2 separate regions of the Zea mays genome follow, and region 1 is linked to region 2. The links are chromatin contacts, called in public Hi-C maps. All regions are on one chromosome and are shown on one strand. Each heading gives the region's core, a stretch centred on a gene start, on an enhancer-like site or on the middle of the called end of the contact. The rest is flanking DNA. Distances are from core to core; before and after follow the strand shown. Region 1 holds the start of LOC541683 (terminal ear1). Region 2 has its middle 74 kb from the start of LOC541683.

Region 1 (7,057 bases), core at 1,632-4,131, 72 kb after region 2:
GGCAGCCTCCGGCGATGTCAGGTTGACGAAGCCGTAGCCCACATTACACTTGTTGCTGCATTTTTTTGTTTTTTTTCATTTTTGCATAAGGAAGAAAAATTCTCATTTCATGCAAGGGCAAGAAATTCAGAATGGTAATGGCATGGAGGAACAATAACTAAAAAGACTTGCAATCAAAAAAAAACTTTGGCATTATGCTGCAGCTGCTTTACACATGAGTATGTTTGAAGCTGCATGCCTTTTGACAGCCACTAATGTCCTCTCGTCATTGGGCATTGATAGGTCTTTTCTCAAACTTGCTTCGTGCAAGAGAAAAGCTGCCGGCGGTATATATAAAAGCAAGTGCTTTAAATAAGCAAACTTGAAAGCATACATTTTGTTTGCATATAGAAAACTACTTTGATCTGAAGTTCAAATTTTCTCTTTAGAACGAAAGTGCTGACTTTTTCCCCCTTTTCATACTCATGCAACTCTTTTTTTTTCACAGCTCCATCTCCATAGCTAAGCGTCTATCTCTACTGTCTAGTCTCAACACTACAACCCCATCGGTGCCGCACCTTTTGTATGTGTTGGCCTCGTTATGGAAGTGCACGGCTGTGCAAAGCAAGAAAGGCAGGCAGGGAGGCGATCCCAGGGGCGGCAGCAGCCGCGAGAAAGGAAGGCAGGCCGGCTCCCTCGCCATCGGCAGCGGCAGCAGCAGCCAGCAGATGCGCGCATGCAACCAAAGAATCCATGGGGGGGCATCAAAACGAGAAGGATCTGGCATGGTCTTGCTTGCCGCTGCCAAATTTATTTCCATTTGGGCTAGTAACGCCATAGCCCATCTATGCCTGCTGCACTGTACTCTACCCACCCAAAGATAAGATACCTCGATCCTGAAGCTCACGCTTCCACAGCCAGCTCCTCGCCTCCCACCCCCCCGCCCACATTTCCCACTCCAACCATTATTCAAGGCAACAAATTCCCAGGAAAACAACCGAATTCAGGCTGGGAAGCTTGTGTGTGTTCTTGCATTGGGCACCATAAAATATAAGTCAATGCGAACAGCTAAATGCAATTATGTGAGAAGGAAGCCGAGCGCGCAACTCACTTGAAATCTATGGGGAGGTAGACGAAATCGTAGGCGGAGAAGGGCTGCTCCTCGCCGCTCGCCACGATCCACTCGTTGGATTGGATGCAGTGGTTGTCCAGCATGTTGAGCAGCAGCTTCTGGCTGCGACCCAAACGCCTCGGGCATCAGCTAGCAGAATCGCAATTCTGTGCGTCGCCCATGAAATATAGCATTGTTGCAACAAACGTGGAGATTGGCAGGGATACCTGTACTTGTTCGGTATGTTCCTGATCATGACGGTGGTCCTCGTATCCATCTCCGAAGCCGGCGTTGCTTGCGTGTCGGCGCCGCCGCCGGCCTCGGGCTCCTTGAACAGGAAGCGCGCCTCCCACCCGCTCTTTCGTCCTTTCCAGCTCCCGCCGCCGCTGCTCCCGACGCCTTTCTGGGTTTGCTTCCCGGACGCTGTCGGGGTCGACGAGGATGCCGCCGCCGCCGCCACCACGATCTTGCCGCCCTTGGTCTTGCGCTCATGGCTCGTTCCGGCATTGCCTCCCTTGGACGACTGGTCGCTGCCCGCGCTAGACTTACAGGAGCTCCTCCTCAGAAGCACCACTCCTTCCCTCGCCCTTACGGAACCGGACGACGACGAGGATGCCGGCGGCTGAGACGACGTCGGTTGGGACGGTCGCCACGTCGCTTGAAGCCTCGGCGGAGTCGGCGCGGTGGGCCGGTGCTGGTGGGGTGCGTACCCGCGCCTAGGACCGACAGGCACACGGCAAAAATTCAGCCGCCCACAGGGTGATGGGAAGGCTAGCTGACTGAAATTGCGTTGTTGTTTACCTGCGGGGCCCGGGGCCGGAAGGGCGCGTGAACTCGACGACGAGGCGGCGGCCGAAAAGCTCCTGGCCGTTGAGCTCGGCGAGCGCGCGCGCGGCGTCGCGCGTGTCGAAGAAGTCCACGAACTTGTGGCTGGGCCGCTGCGCCGACTCCCTCACATCCTTCAAGTCCCCTGCGAACACGAGGACGGGCCAATACAATTGCTGCGGGAAACACAAGAAACGAGCGTGGGAAAACGAAATGCCTGGTTGGTCGGCTCGGTCGGTGGCGCGTACCGAAGGCCTGGAAGACTTGGCGGAGGTCAGCGACCGAGACGCCGGGCAGGGGGCTCAGGACCACCAGGGAGCCGCGGTTGTCGCCGTCGTCGGCGCCGGTGGCGAAGTGGGCCCACACGGCGTGCCCGAGGACGAGGCCGCGGCCGTCGTCGTTGGGGTGGGGCCAGTCCCAGGCCTGGGGCGTCGGTGCAGGAGCCCACGCCGGGGCTACGGCGGCCGCCGCGTAGAGCTGCCCGAGGCGGCTCTGCTGGCGCATGTGCTGCTCGCGGACACAGGTCAAGGCGAGCTCGGCGGCGCGGATGTCGAAGAAATGGACGGTGGCCACGCCCTCGGACGCCACCGCGCACGCGTCGACCGAGCGGATCGCGCCGAATGGCGCCATCGCCTGCGCCACGTCGGCCTCCTGCGCGTGCGGCGGGACAAGGCCCAGCACCACGACGCGGCTCGACGGGCCATTGACCACCGGCGTCGTCGTTGGCAAGGTGTACCCCGGCTGCGGCGCCATGGCCATCGCCATCGGAGGCACTGGCTGTAACATGGCTATTTGCGGCGGCGGAGGCACCGGCATGGCTGGATATGGGTGGGGGCAGTATAGCTGTTGCGGAAGCGGCTGTAGAGGATAGGGGGCACAGACCGTAGGGTGGAACTCCTGAGCTGCGGCATCGAGAAGGTTACCCGTGGCTTCCGGGAACCCACCCATTCCACTCCCTCCCCCACCCTCCATGGCTAGAGCTCAGAACAAAAGAAACCGAGGAGTCCAAGGAAGACTGCCGTCTAAAGATCTAGAACTTTCTGGTGATTCTTGATCATGCCTTCGATCAAGAACCAGGCGAGAATTGTACTTGGGACCCCGTCTCAGTCTCACTCTCCCGTTCTCTCTCCTGCTTAGCCGTATACTCGGTGTGTGTGTGTGGAGTGAGAGCGGTGGTAGTACCGCACCACTGCTGCCAGAAACGAGAGAGAGGGGCCGGAGAGAGGAGAGAGATTGGGAGCTCTTTTTATGGTAATTGCCGCGGGAAAAGAAAACCGGTGGGGTTTTATTTGGAGCTCTACAGGGACAAAGGGGGAGAGAGACGCGAGGAGGGAGGGGGCGGTGGAGAAGAGTCGAGGAGGTGAAGGGCGGGCGGTACGGAGGGAAGAGGAGGAAGAGGAGAGACGAGAGTGGCCGTGTGCTGGATTGTTTTAGCTCGGATCCTCTGCAACGACAGCACTTGTTGCTCTTGCACGAGTCATGCCCCGTGCGTACATGACAGGCCCCACGTCTGCTTCTTTGCTGGGGAGATTTTTCCGGTAGATTTTGCGTGTTTGTTTTCGGAGTTAGATCTAGCTTTTCGAGATGCCGCCGGCTACAAATAAAGACCATATTCTTCAAATTACTGGGCGTTCGGTTACCGGACTAAAATATTCGAATATCAATTATAAAGATTAATGTTCTGTTTAGGAGTGCTTTATTTTAAGAATTACAACTTTAGATTTCTATCTTCACCATAAATCAATTTCAATACATTGGTAAGACAGGGTTCTGGTGAGCATCAAATAAAGGGTCGGACGGTTTGCGCGCGCAGAACCAGTTAGAATTCTGAGTTTCTTGCTATAGTTGTTGGCTAGATTCACAGAATTAGCTCGAAAAATATGTTTGTAACGGGTCCAGCCCCCCTCCTCTATAAATACAGAGGAATACGACCGATTAAACACCATCAATCGAATCAATACCAGTTTATCTCGTATTTATTTCTTGTATATTTAGGAGTAGTTCTAGTTTAGCCTTCCAATCCCCAAATTCTCCGCTTCTCTTCGACTCTATATCGATAGGAGTCTAGGTCGGCCTGCCAAGCCTAGACAACACCTAGGATCTCTCCTCCCCGACGGGGTCCCTCCCGGGAGCGAGATCCAGGCGCCACCGACGACCTTCGCTGCCCCTGCACACGTGCGGACCGTCCGGCCTATAGGCGCGGATCGTCCGACCGTCAAGCAGGAAACCCTAAGCCCTGCGCCAGGTCGCAGACCGTCCGGCCCCTGGCCGCGGACCGTCCGCGCCTGTGCAGTGAGCACCGCCGCCGGTTCTCACGCAGTGATTGGCACTCAGAAAAAGCGCCAACACACTTTTTGGTGACCCCGCTGGGGACGACACATATAGACCCATCAAATCGGCCCTCAATGGCCGATTCAAGGGATAGTTCTGAAGTCTCCCCCAGCAATATCATAGAGTCGACTTGGGAAACCTTGCCGGCTGACGAACAGCTCCAGTTCGAGGAGCACAAGGAGCAGCTGATCCAAGAGGCAAAGGCAAAGTTCCTGGCCAACTTCAAGGTGGACAGGAATAACAAGGTCGTTCGACAACTGGCGACGGATCTGACTTCACTTCGACCTACCACGACTACCCCGAGGTAAGCAACACAAACGAGCTATAATCTCTTAAAAATTATGTAGATGAACAGCGAGAACAAATGCAAAATATCATAGGGGGTATGCAAAATGATTATAGGAGGCTAGTACGTGCGTTTGATAAATCTACTGTTGCAAATTTTCCTTCGCGCGAGGATGAATTTGGGGAAAACACGTGTAATTCATCGGCTACAGGTTGTCACGACCAGTTATAACCCCTTTATGGGATGTCGATAGACACATGCCCTGGGCAACCGCAACCTCCTCCACACATCGGTGATAAATTCGTCGATCTACGCATGTCCGGACCATCCGCACATGAGCACGGACCGTCCGGGCCAACGGCGACCGGTCCCATTTTTAATGAATTACCAAGACATGCATGAAAGGGAAATAGGGTAAAACCTTTTCCTAAATGATTTTGGTGGTTGAATTGCCCAACACAAATAATTGGACTAACTAGTTTGCTCTAGATTATAAGTTCTACAGGTGCCAAAGGTTCAAACACAAACTAATAAAAAGTCCAAGATAGGGTTCAAAAAGAAAGGAGCAAAAGAAACCGAAGGTTGCCCTGGTCTGGCGCACCGGACTATCCGGTGCACCACCGGACAGTGTCCGGTGCACCAGGGAGATCAACTCTGAACTGCTCAGCTTCAGGTTTTTGGAGAGCCACTCTGCTATAATTCACTGGACTGTCCGGTGTAGCACCGGACTCTCTAGTGTGCCATGCGGAGCAACGGCTACTGCGCCAACGGTCGTCTGCAAAAGTGAACAGTGAACGTGGACAATGCGCGGACAGCGCGCGCAGAGTCAGAGCAGCGCCAGAAGGCGCACCGGACAGTGAACAGTGACTGTCTGGTGCACCACCGGACTGTCTGGTGGTCCCAGCTGTCAGAGCTCCAACGGTCGAAACCGTCAGAACCCTAACGGTTGGGTGACGTGGCTGGCGCACCAGACAGTGTCCGGTGGCGCACCGGACTGTCCGGTGCGCCCATCGACAGACAGCCTCCCCAACGGCCATTTTGGTGGTTGGGGCTATAAATACCCCCAACCACCACCACTTCAAGGCATCCAAGTTTTCAGCCATTGCATTCAATACAAGAGCTCTAGACTTCACTCCAAGACACAAACAAGAGATCAAATCCTCTCCCAAGTCCACAATCACTCCAAACATTTAGTAACTAGTGAGAGAGAGATATTTGTGTTCATTTGAGTTCTTGTCGCTTGGATCGCTTTTCTTCTTCCTCCATTCTTGTTCTCAAGCAACTTGTAATAAACTCAAGAGACACCAAGTTGTGGTGGTCCTTGTAAGGGGTCTAAGTGACCCGTTGATTAAGGAGAAAAGCTCACTCGGTCTAGGTGACCGTTTGAGAGAGGGAAAGGGTTGAAAGAGACCCGGTCTTTGTGACCACCTCAACGGGGAGTAGGTTTGCAAGAACCGAACCTCGGTAAAACAAATCACCGTGTCATCCGCTCTATTTGCTTGTGATTGTTTTCGCCTCTCTTTCGGATTCGACTTTATTTCTGTCGGGGACCATAATTAGGGGTACCCTCAAGACGCCTAATTCTCAGCTGGTAACCCCCATCAGCATAAAGCTGCAGAGGCCTGATGGGTGCGATTAAGTCAGGGATCAGTCCATACGAGTGACTCGATCACGCTTCACCCGAGCCTAGCCTCGGACTCGGGCAGCCGACCTCGAGGGACTTCCGTCTCACCCGAGGCCCCCCTTTTAACGGCGGACACATCTCCGGCTCGCCCGAGGCCTTGGCTTCGCTAAGAAGCAACCCTGACTAAATCGCCGCACCGACTGACCCAGTTGCAGGGGCATTTAACGCAAAGGTGGCCTGACACCTCTATCCTGACGCGCGCCCCCCGGCAGAGCCGAAGTGACCACCGTCACTCCGCTGCTCCACTGACCGGTCTGACAGAAGGACAGCGTCGCCTGCGCCACTCCGACTGCAGTGCCACTCGATAGAGTGAGTCTGACAGGCAGCCAGGCCTCGCCAGGGGTGCCAAAGAGAACTCCGCTCCGCCCGACCCCAGGGCTCGGACTCGGGCTAAGACCCGGAAGACGGCGAACTCCGCTCCGCCCGACCCCAGGGCTCGGACTCGGGCTAAGACCCGGAAGACGACGAACTCCGCTCCACCCGACCCCAGGGCTCGGACTCGGGCTAAGACCCGGAAGACGGCGAACTCCGCTCCGCCCGACCCCAGGGCTCGGACTCGGGCTAAGACCCGGAAGACGGCGAACTCCGCTCCGCCCGACCCCAGGGCTCGGACTCGGGCTCGGCCCCGGAAGACGATGAACTCCGCCTCGCCCGACCCCAGGGCTCGGACTCCGCCCTGGCCTCTGCCGAACGACTTCCACCTCGCCCGACCCAGGGGCTCGGACTCGGCCTCGGCAACGGAAGACAGATTCGACCCCAGCTTCGGAGGAGCCCCCACGTCGCCCGGCCTCGGGCGCGGGCCCGCCACGTCAACAGGGAGCGCCATCACCACTCTACCCCG
Region 2 (7,299 bases), core at 4,477-6,976:
ACCTTAGCAAGTAATTTGGCATTCTCGTTTCTAAGGTTAGAGACAGTGTCATGGCAAATGCTAAGCACACTAGTTAATTTTTCACATTTCTCTATTTCGTGAGCATAGGCATTTTTCACTTTAACATGCTTCTTGTTTTCCTTAATGAGGAATTCCTCTTGGCTATCCAAGAGTTCATCCTTCTCATGAATAGCACCTATCAATTCATTTAATTTTTCCTTTTGTTGCATGTTAAGGTTGGCAAAAAGGGCAAGCAAATCATCCTCGTCATCGCTAGAGCTACCCTCATCACTAGATGTTGTATATTTAGTGGAGGCTCTAGATTTTACCTTCTTCTTTTTGTCGTCCTTTGCCATGAGGCACTTGTGGCCGACGTTGGGGAAGAGGAAGCCCTTGTTGAAGACGATGTTGGCGGCATCCTCGTCGGAGGAGGAGTCGGTGGAGCTCATGTCGGAGTCCCATTCTCGACACACGTGGGCATCGCCACCCTTCTTCTTGTAGTACTTCTTCTTTTCCTTCCTCCTTCCCTTCTTGTCGTCGCCCCTGTCACTATCACTAGATATAGGACATTTAGCAATGAAATGATCGGGCTTACCACACTTGTAGCACACTTTCTTGGAGTGGGGTTTATAGTCCTTCCCCCTCCTTTGCTTGAGGATTTGGCGAAAGCTCTTGATGATGAGCGCCATTTCCTCGTTGTCGAGCTTCGAGGCGTCGATGGGGAGCCTACTTGAGGTAGACTCTTCTTTCTTCTCATCCGTCGCTTTGAATGCGATGGGTTGCACCTCGGGTGTGGAGGTGTCGCCTTGCTCGACAATTTGTTTGGAGCCCTTGATCATCAACTCAAAGCTCACAAACTTTCCTATTACTTCCTCGGGAGACATTAGCTTATATCTAGGATCACCACATATTAATTGAACTTGAGTAGGATTACGAAATACGAGTGATCTAAGAATAACCTTGACCATTTCATGGTAATCCCATTTTGTGCTCCCGAGGTTGCGCACTTGGTTGACCAAGGTCTTAAGCCGGTTGTACATGGCTTATGGCTCCTCTCCTTGGTTGAGGATGAATTGACCGAGCTCCCCCTTGATCGTCTCCCACTTGGTGATCTTGGTCACCTCATCCCCTTCATGCGCGGTCTTTAGCACATCCCAAATCTCCTTGGCACTTTTTAGCCTTTGCACCTTATTATACTCCTCTCGACATAGAGAGGCGAGGAGTATAGTGGTGGCTTGGGAGTCAAAATGCCAGATTTGTGCGACCTCGTCCGAGTCATAGCCTTCATCCCCCACAGATGGTACCTGCGCTCCAAACTCAACAATGTCCCAAATGCTAGCGTGGAGTGAGGTTAGATGATGCCTCATTTTATCACTCCACATACAATAATCTTCACCATCAAAAACCGGTGGTTTGCCTAATGGGACGGAAAGTAAAGGAGTGCGTTTGTAAATGTGGGGATAGCGTAAGGGGATCTTACTAAACTTCTTGCGCTCATGGCGCTTAGAAGTGACGGACGAAGCGTCGGAGCCGGAGGTGGAGGGCGACGAAGAGTCGGTCTCGTAGTAGACCACTTTCTTCATCTTCTTCTTCTTGTCGCCACTCCGGTGCGACTTGACGCGGGGAGGTGATTCCTCCCTTCCTTTGGTGCCGGACTCCTTCGATGGAGCCTTCCCGTGGCTTGTGGTCGTTTCCATCTCCCTCTTGGCGGATACTCCCGACATCACTTCGAGTTGTTAGACTCTAATGAAGTACCAGGCTCTGATACCAATTGAAAGTCGCCTAGAGGGGGGATGAATAGGTGGAAACTGAAATATACAAACTTTAAGCACAACTACAAGCCGGGGTTAGCGTTAGAAATAAAACCGAGTCCGAAAGAGAGGGTGAAAAACAAATCAAGGCAAATGAAGCGGATGACACGGTGATTTGTTTTACCGAGGTTCGGTTCTTGCAAACCTAGTCCCCGTTGAGGTGGTCACAAAGACAACCCTTTCCCTCTCTCAATCGGTCACCTAGACAGAGTGAGCTTTCTCCTTAATCAAACGGGTCACTTAGACCCCTCACAAGGACCACCACAACTTGGTGTCTCTTGCTTTGATTACAAGTGTCTTGAGAACAAGAAAGAGGAAGAAGAAAGCGATCCAAGCGACAAGAACTCAAATGAACATGAAAATCTCTCTCTCACAAGTCACTAAGTGTTTGGAGTGGTTTTGGACTTTGGAGAGGATTTGATCTCTTGTTTGTGTCTTGGAGTGAAGTCTAGAGCTCTTGTATTGAATGCAATATGCTAAAAACTTGGATTCTTAAAGTGGTGGTGGTTGGGGGGTATTTATAGCCCCAACCACCAAACCAACCGTTGGGGAGGTTGTCTGTCGATGGGCGCACCGAACAGTCCGGTGCGCCACCGGACACTGTCTAGTGCGCCAGCCACGTCACCCAACCGTTAGGGTTCTGACGGTTTTGACCGTTGGAGCTCTGACAGCTTGAGGCGTCGAACAGGCACTGTTCACTGTCCGGTGCGCCTTATGGCGCTGCTCTGACTCTGCGCGAACTGTCCGCACACTGTAGCGCTTTTGTAGGTGTCCGTTGGAATCGGCCGTTGCGCTGGAGTCGTTGCTCCGCTGGCACGCCGGACAGTCCGGTGACCCACCAGACAGTCCCGTGAATTATAGCGGAGCAACTGTCCAGAAACCTGAAGGTGAGAAGTTCAGCCTGTATGGACCCTAGGGCACCGGACACTGTCCGGTGGCACACCAGACAGACCAGGGTTCTCTTTGGTTTTTTTTACTCCTTTCTTTTGAACCCTAACTTAGATCTTTTTATTGGTTTATGTTGAACCTTTGGCACCTGTAGAATATATAATCTAGAGCAAACTAGTTAGTCCAATTATTTGTGTTGGGCATTTCAACCACCAAAATCATTTAGGAAAAGGTTTGACCCTATTTACCTTTCAACGGTCACATTTCAAAAACCACCTCGGAACCACTTCGAGCGAGGGCAGCGTCTCCACCATCTAGCGACGTCTTCAGCACCAGATGACTTAGTTGAATTGGTCCCTCGGAGGGCAAATGTTGGGGCGAAGGCGAACGTGCTACCCTTCGCTCGATGTCTTCGTCGCCACGCTACACCAACGAAGACCACATCCACAAAGCATGCCCGAGCAAGCCGAAGGCGTCGTTTGGATGAAGACCGGCGCGGTCCCCCTTCGTCCTCTCTGTTGCAAGACGAAGGCTCTGTCGAAGTCTACTAGTCCCACGTCCTCACTGCATCGTGAGGCCCAGGTGGGATTCGGCCCACTGCAACGGGCCCCGCGCGGATAAGCGTATTACGGGCCGCGCCTGTAATAGCCTTTTCTGTAATGACAGTCTGTAACCTTCTCTCATGAGAATATTATGGGGATAGACCGGGTACTCGAGGGCATAAACGTCTTTGACAAGGGACGGGTAGTCACTCGAGTGCCTATAAATACCCCCGTACAGTGCCCTTGAGAGGCCAGATTAATTGAGCTATTGCCATCCCACGTCAAAATTTGCAAACACTCTTTCCACTTTCCCGTTGGATCAATTTGCCCAGGAGAGCAAGTTCCAACAGGCGTAACAACACCCTCCCCTTTCCCCGTGCATGGACCTATAACCCGGGCTCCTCTCGCCCAACCATCCATCTTAATCGCTAAGCGTCACATAAACCCTGTTATCATCATGAGCGAGAGTGGAGGCAGAGAACCGGTGCTCGTCGTCGTAAACCGACCGACGACTTGTCGTTGCGCGACATTGAGCGCATAGCTAGGGAGCATCTCAGGGGTACTCGAAGTTGATCACGGTCGTTGGGGCTTGAGGGGAGTACCGAGGAGACCAAGAATCCTTCATCGGAGTAAGGCGAGCTCGACCGACCGCGTCGTGCCGTGGACCAGCGGCCTCACCACTTCAGTGTCGGTAAGAATTCCCGCATCGCGAGCATCTCGTTCCCACCACCATTATTGTCGAGTTTTGGCTCGGGTTGGGGCGTAGGGCACTCAAGATTTCTCACCGGAGTTGGGTTGTGCAGCGGCGCAATTACTTGTCGTGGTCGGGTGTGGGTACGCTATTCGGTGTCGTGTGTGGTCATGAATGAAGTTGGACATGTGAGGGCAGGGCATAGAGCCGATAGTCCCTCTAGTGCAACTTTGATGCCCAGGTCGGTTGCCGCCGGCGTGATCGCCGCTAGGGGGCCATTGGGCGTCGCCGCTTTGGGTGACCAAGCGAGGAAGACGTACAGTTATCGTCCGATATTGATTAAATGGCTCGGATTAGAAGAGGGTACCGGTTCAGTCCGGGGCTATTTCGGTCATTGATCGACGAGTGTACGTGTAAGATTAAATTCCGGTATTACGAATCATGGATGTCGATCTGTGATCGTAGGGCCTATATTGCGTACCGATTCGGGAGAGGGCAAGTTTAATCCTGACCTCTGGCTGATGATCCGACGGCTAGAAATTTCCCATACCGCTTTGTCTAGTACAATTTACTAAAGAGTCTCTGCCTATTTTAGAAATCAACCCGCAGTCCACCTAAAGCCTAAGAAGCTTGCCAGCGGGCCCAAGTTTTTGTAAGACTAACCCTGTGCTCTTAGACAATCGTACCTGTGGTCTAGGAATTAATAAATAATCATATAATTTGTTCTAAAATTGATTTGCGAGTACAAACACAACTTTAAAACTTAGTTAATTCATAACTTGGGTGTTTTAACTCTGTTTGCTTCCGTTCCAATTGCGTTAGCTTTATAAGAATATTGGCTACACAGTAACAACATAATTTATACCTTATCACATATCTTTATATTTAGATATTGTATGACCTATATCTATTAGATTTATTGCGCTTGAAAATAGTGTTTTAATCTATAACTCTGTCATTGTAACTTCGATTTTAGTCGTTCTCGAACCTACGATCTCGTAGAAACACGTAGAACATTATTACGCAGTTGTTCTCATGTTTTATGTGATCTTAATTTCTCCTATGCACATTGCTTGTTTATATTGTTGCGAGTAGACGGGCAAGTGACCGAGGAGCCCGAAGCATAGCAGGTGAAAAATACTGAGTAGGAGCTCGTTGAAGGCAAGTTGTGCCCTTGATTACTCTTCTTTACCCAATAATGTTTCTGTAAAACATAACACCGTATCAATAGGCCGACTCAGACTCATTTCGACTCAGCTTGTTGTTTGAGCGAGCCACAAAAATAGGCTCGGCTCGGGCTCGATCAGGCTCCGATCCTATCAAGCTCGATTCAGCACGCGAGCCCTGACTTTTTTCCAGCCCTATTCGCAGTGCAGTTGAAAACTAATCGACTTTATTTGCAGCCGGTAAATATGGCACACCACCACACTAAAGATGTTTTTCGTTTGAGGTCAAAGTAGGATGAGGCGGAGATGACACCGTGCTCTCGATTTTTAGATCACACCGCCAAAAAAATTACTCTGACGCTTACACGTAAGTGACGTAACTATTATCAAACATTATAAAAACAGTGGGCACATTCTTCTATCACTCTTTATAAATATAAACTAAAACGGTCAATCAAACAAGGACCCACTGACCCGGTGCCCTGATCAGAGGTAGTGGGTGCATGGGGCCACTTCTCAGTTCTGACAGGTGTGCGTCCAGTGAGGCAGCCCTCTTTCTAGGTGGCCATCACCGAGGGGCTTCCTGCAGGTCGTACGGAGGCAGTCAACGGCGCGGACCGCCATGTCATTGGTGGCTGCTGTCCTACGTGGCTCGCACTGCTGTTGCCACCTCTTCTCTCCTCCCGCCATGCTCTGATGCTCCTGCCTTCTCTCTCCCACCTCCGCTTCGTAATTCGTGTTCGCAATCACCTCTCTCCTCTTTTATTGACCTCTGGAGTATTTTTAATTATTTCCTGCATGCCGCTCACAGTCGCCTCGTCCCGCACACGCATCACCCTTTTGCATGGCCGGAGCTCCCTTCTAACCGGGTAATAGCCTGCACCCTCGCTCTCCTCCATGCCAGCCAAGCTCGATCCTCTCTCTCTACAAGCACAGACACTGCCTCTCCACCGTTGGAACACACGTCGGGAGACGGGAGGTAGACGACAGTGCAGCAGTGCGGCCGTCCTGATGCGCGGGCCCTCCTTCACGCGGCTCCCGCCTGTCAGAGTCCACGTGCTGCGTGATCGCATGCATGCATGCGCGTTTGCTTTGCTTCTACTTGTAGTATCAGCACAGCTGGGCGATCGAGACGAGCTAGAGGGGAGAACTACGAGAAACAAGTTGGGAGACACGGATGGGATCTTCTGGTGGCTGCTTGTGGTCGGAGACTCTACCGTTGACACTGCGTTTGACCGTCGTGTCCCGGCGAAGCCTTGCCTCGCTCGTTCCGTCCGCTACCTCCTGTTCATCCTTTCTATCGATTCTCCATAGGTGTTCGTCATTTCTTGCAGCAGCTGGTAGCTGCACCTCTCTTGATTGGATCCTCCTTTCTCTCGATCACCCTTTCTCTTGTCTATGCACATTGGAAAGGTTATGCGCATTGTACTTTGCATTGCATCACCTGCCTCCCCCAATAATTATAATCTCTTCATCTCAAAATAAATACACATTTCACATGCTTGAAAAAGCTAACACATATAATTATATAAATAATTCTTGTAGTAACTCAATTTAAAAAAATTATAAACAATAATATTGTTTCTTATAAATTTAGTTAAATTTAAGATTGATTGATCTCTCAAAGTACGAGATGTACATTTAATTTTAGACAGAGGGAGCATGCTATTTTTTACTTAAAACTATAGAAAACATATTATTAATACTTGTATTATATTTATTATGAAAATATATTCTATCGAGTTATTTAACGATACATGTTACATAAAAGCATAACAGTATATTTTCTATATACTTCTGGCTTCCCATATTATTTGTGATTTTAGCTTTGACATGAGAACTCGGAACGATGAGTAAAAAAGTTCTAGAGCACAAGAAACTAAATCGAAAGAGATATTAGGAAAAACTATATTATGAGACGTGTTTCACATTCAGATTTCTAGAAAAAATGTTTCTCTCATGATTAAGAATCGTTTGGCTAGTTCGCTGGATTCTTGAAACTACGACAACTAGAATTACGAGAGGCCATATGAAATCTCTAAGTATGGTTTTGGTAATAGAAATAACTAGTAGACCAATTTTTGCTCTAGTGTTATGAATGAGATAGTTTAATATAAGGTTGAGCAAGATTGACAACCATGAAAATGATAATGATATCCACAAAGCATGATCAAGTGCTCAACAGGGAAATAGGATGGGTA

What was found. Hi-C and Micro-C count contacts between places; a contact is called where the count stands out from the background.
Region 1: a Hi-C map of tassel shows a contact between it and region 2, with 2.2 times the contacts expected there. The contact joins the promoter of LOC541683 here to the enhancer-like site in region 2. A contact is called at or near these places in 7 of 25 Hi-C or Micro-C datasets (ear, endosperm, leaf and 2 more) and 1 of 3 datasets of contacts at active chromatin or transcription factors (leaf).

The regions. Positions count from the first base shown.
Region 1 is chr3:169,868,992-169,876,048 of Zm-B73-REFERENCE-NAM-5.0, forward strand. It overlaps LOC541683 (terminal ear1), which reads right to left and starts at 2,882. Exons shown (of 6, transcript NM_001111433.1): 1 at 2,164-2,882; 2 at 1,892-2,060; 3 at 1,318-1,806; 4 at 1,091-1,213; 5 at 1-55. The coding sequence starts at 2,863.
Region 2 is chr3:169,794,600-169,801,898 of Zm-B73-REFERENCE-NAM-5.0, forward strand. No RefSeq gene overlaps it. Among protein-coding and RNA genes, the nearest start is that of LOC541683, 74 kb to the right of the region's middle. Within about 2 kb of position 5,727, at least 14 of the 20 cell types and tissues checked have an H3K27ac peak or open chromatin away from gene starts, as enhancers often do. A contact at or near this core is called in ear, leaf, seedling and 1 more, where this site is marked.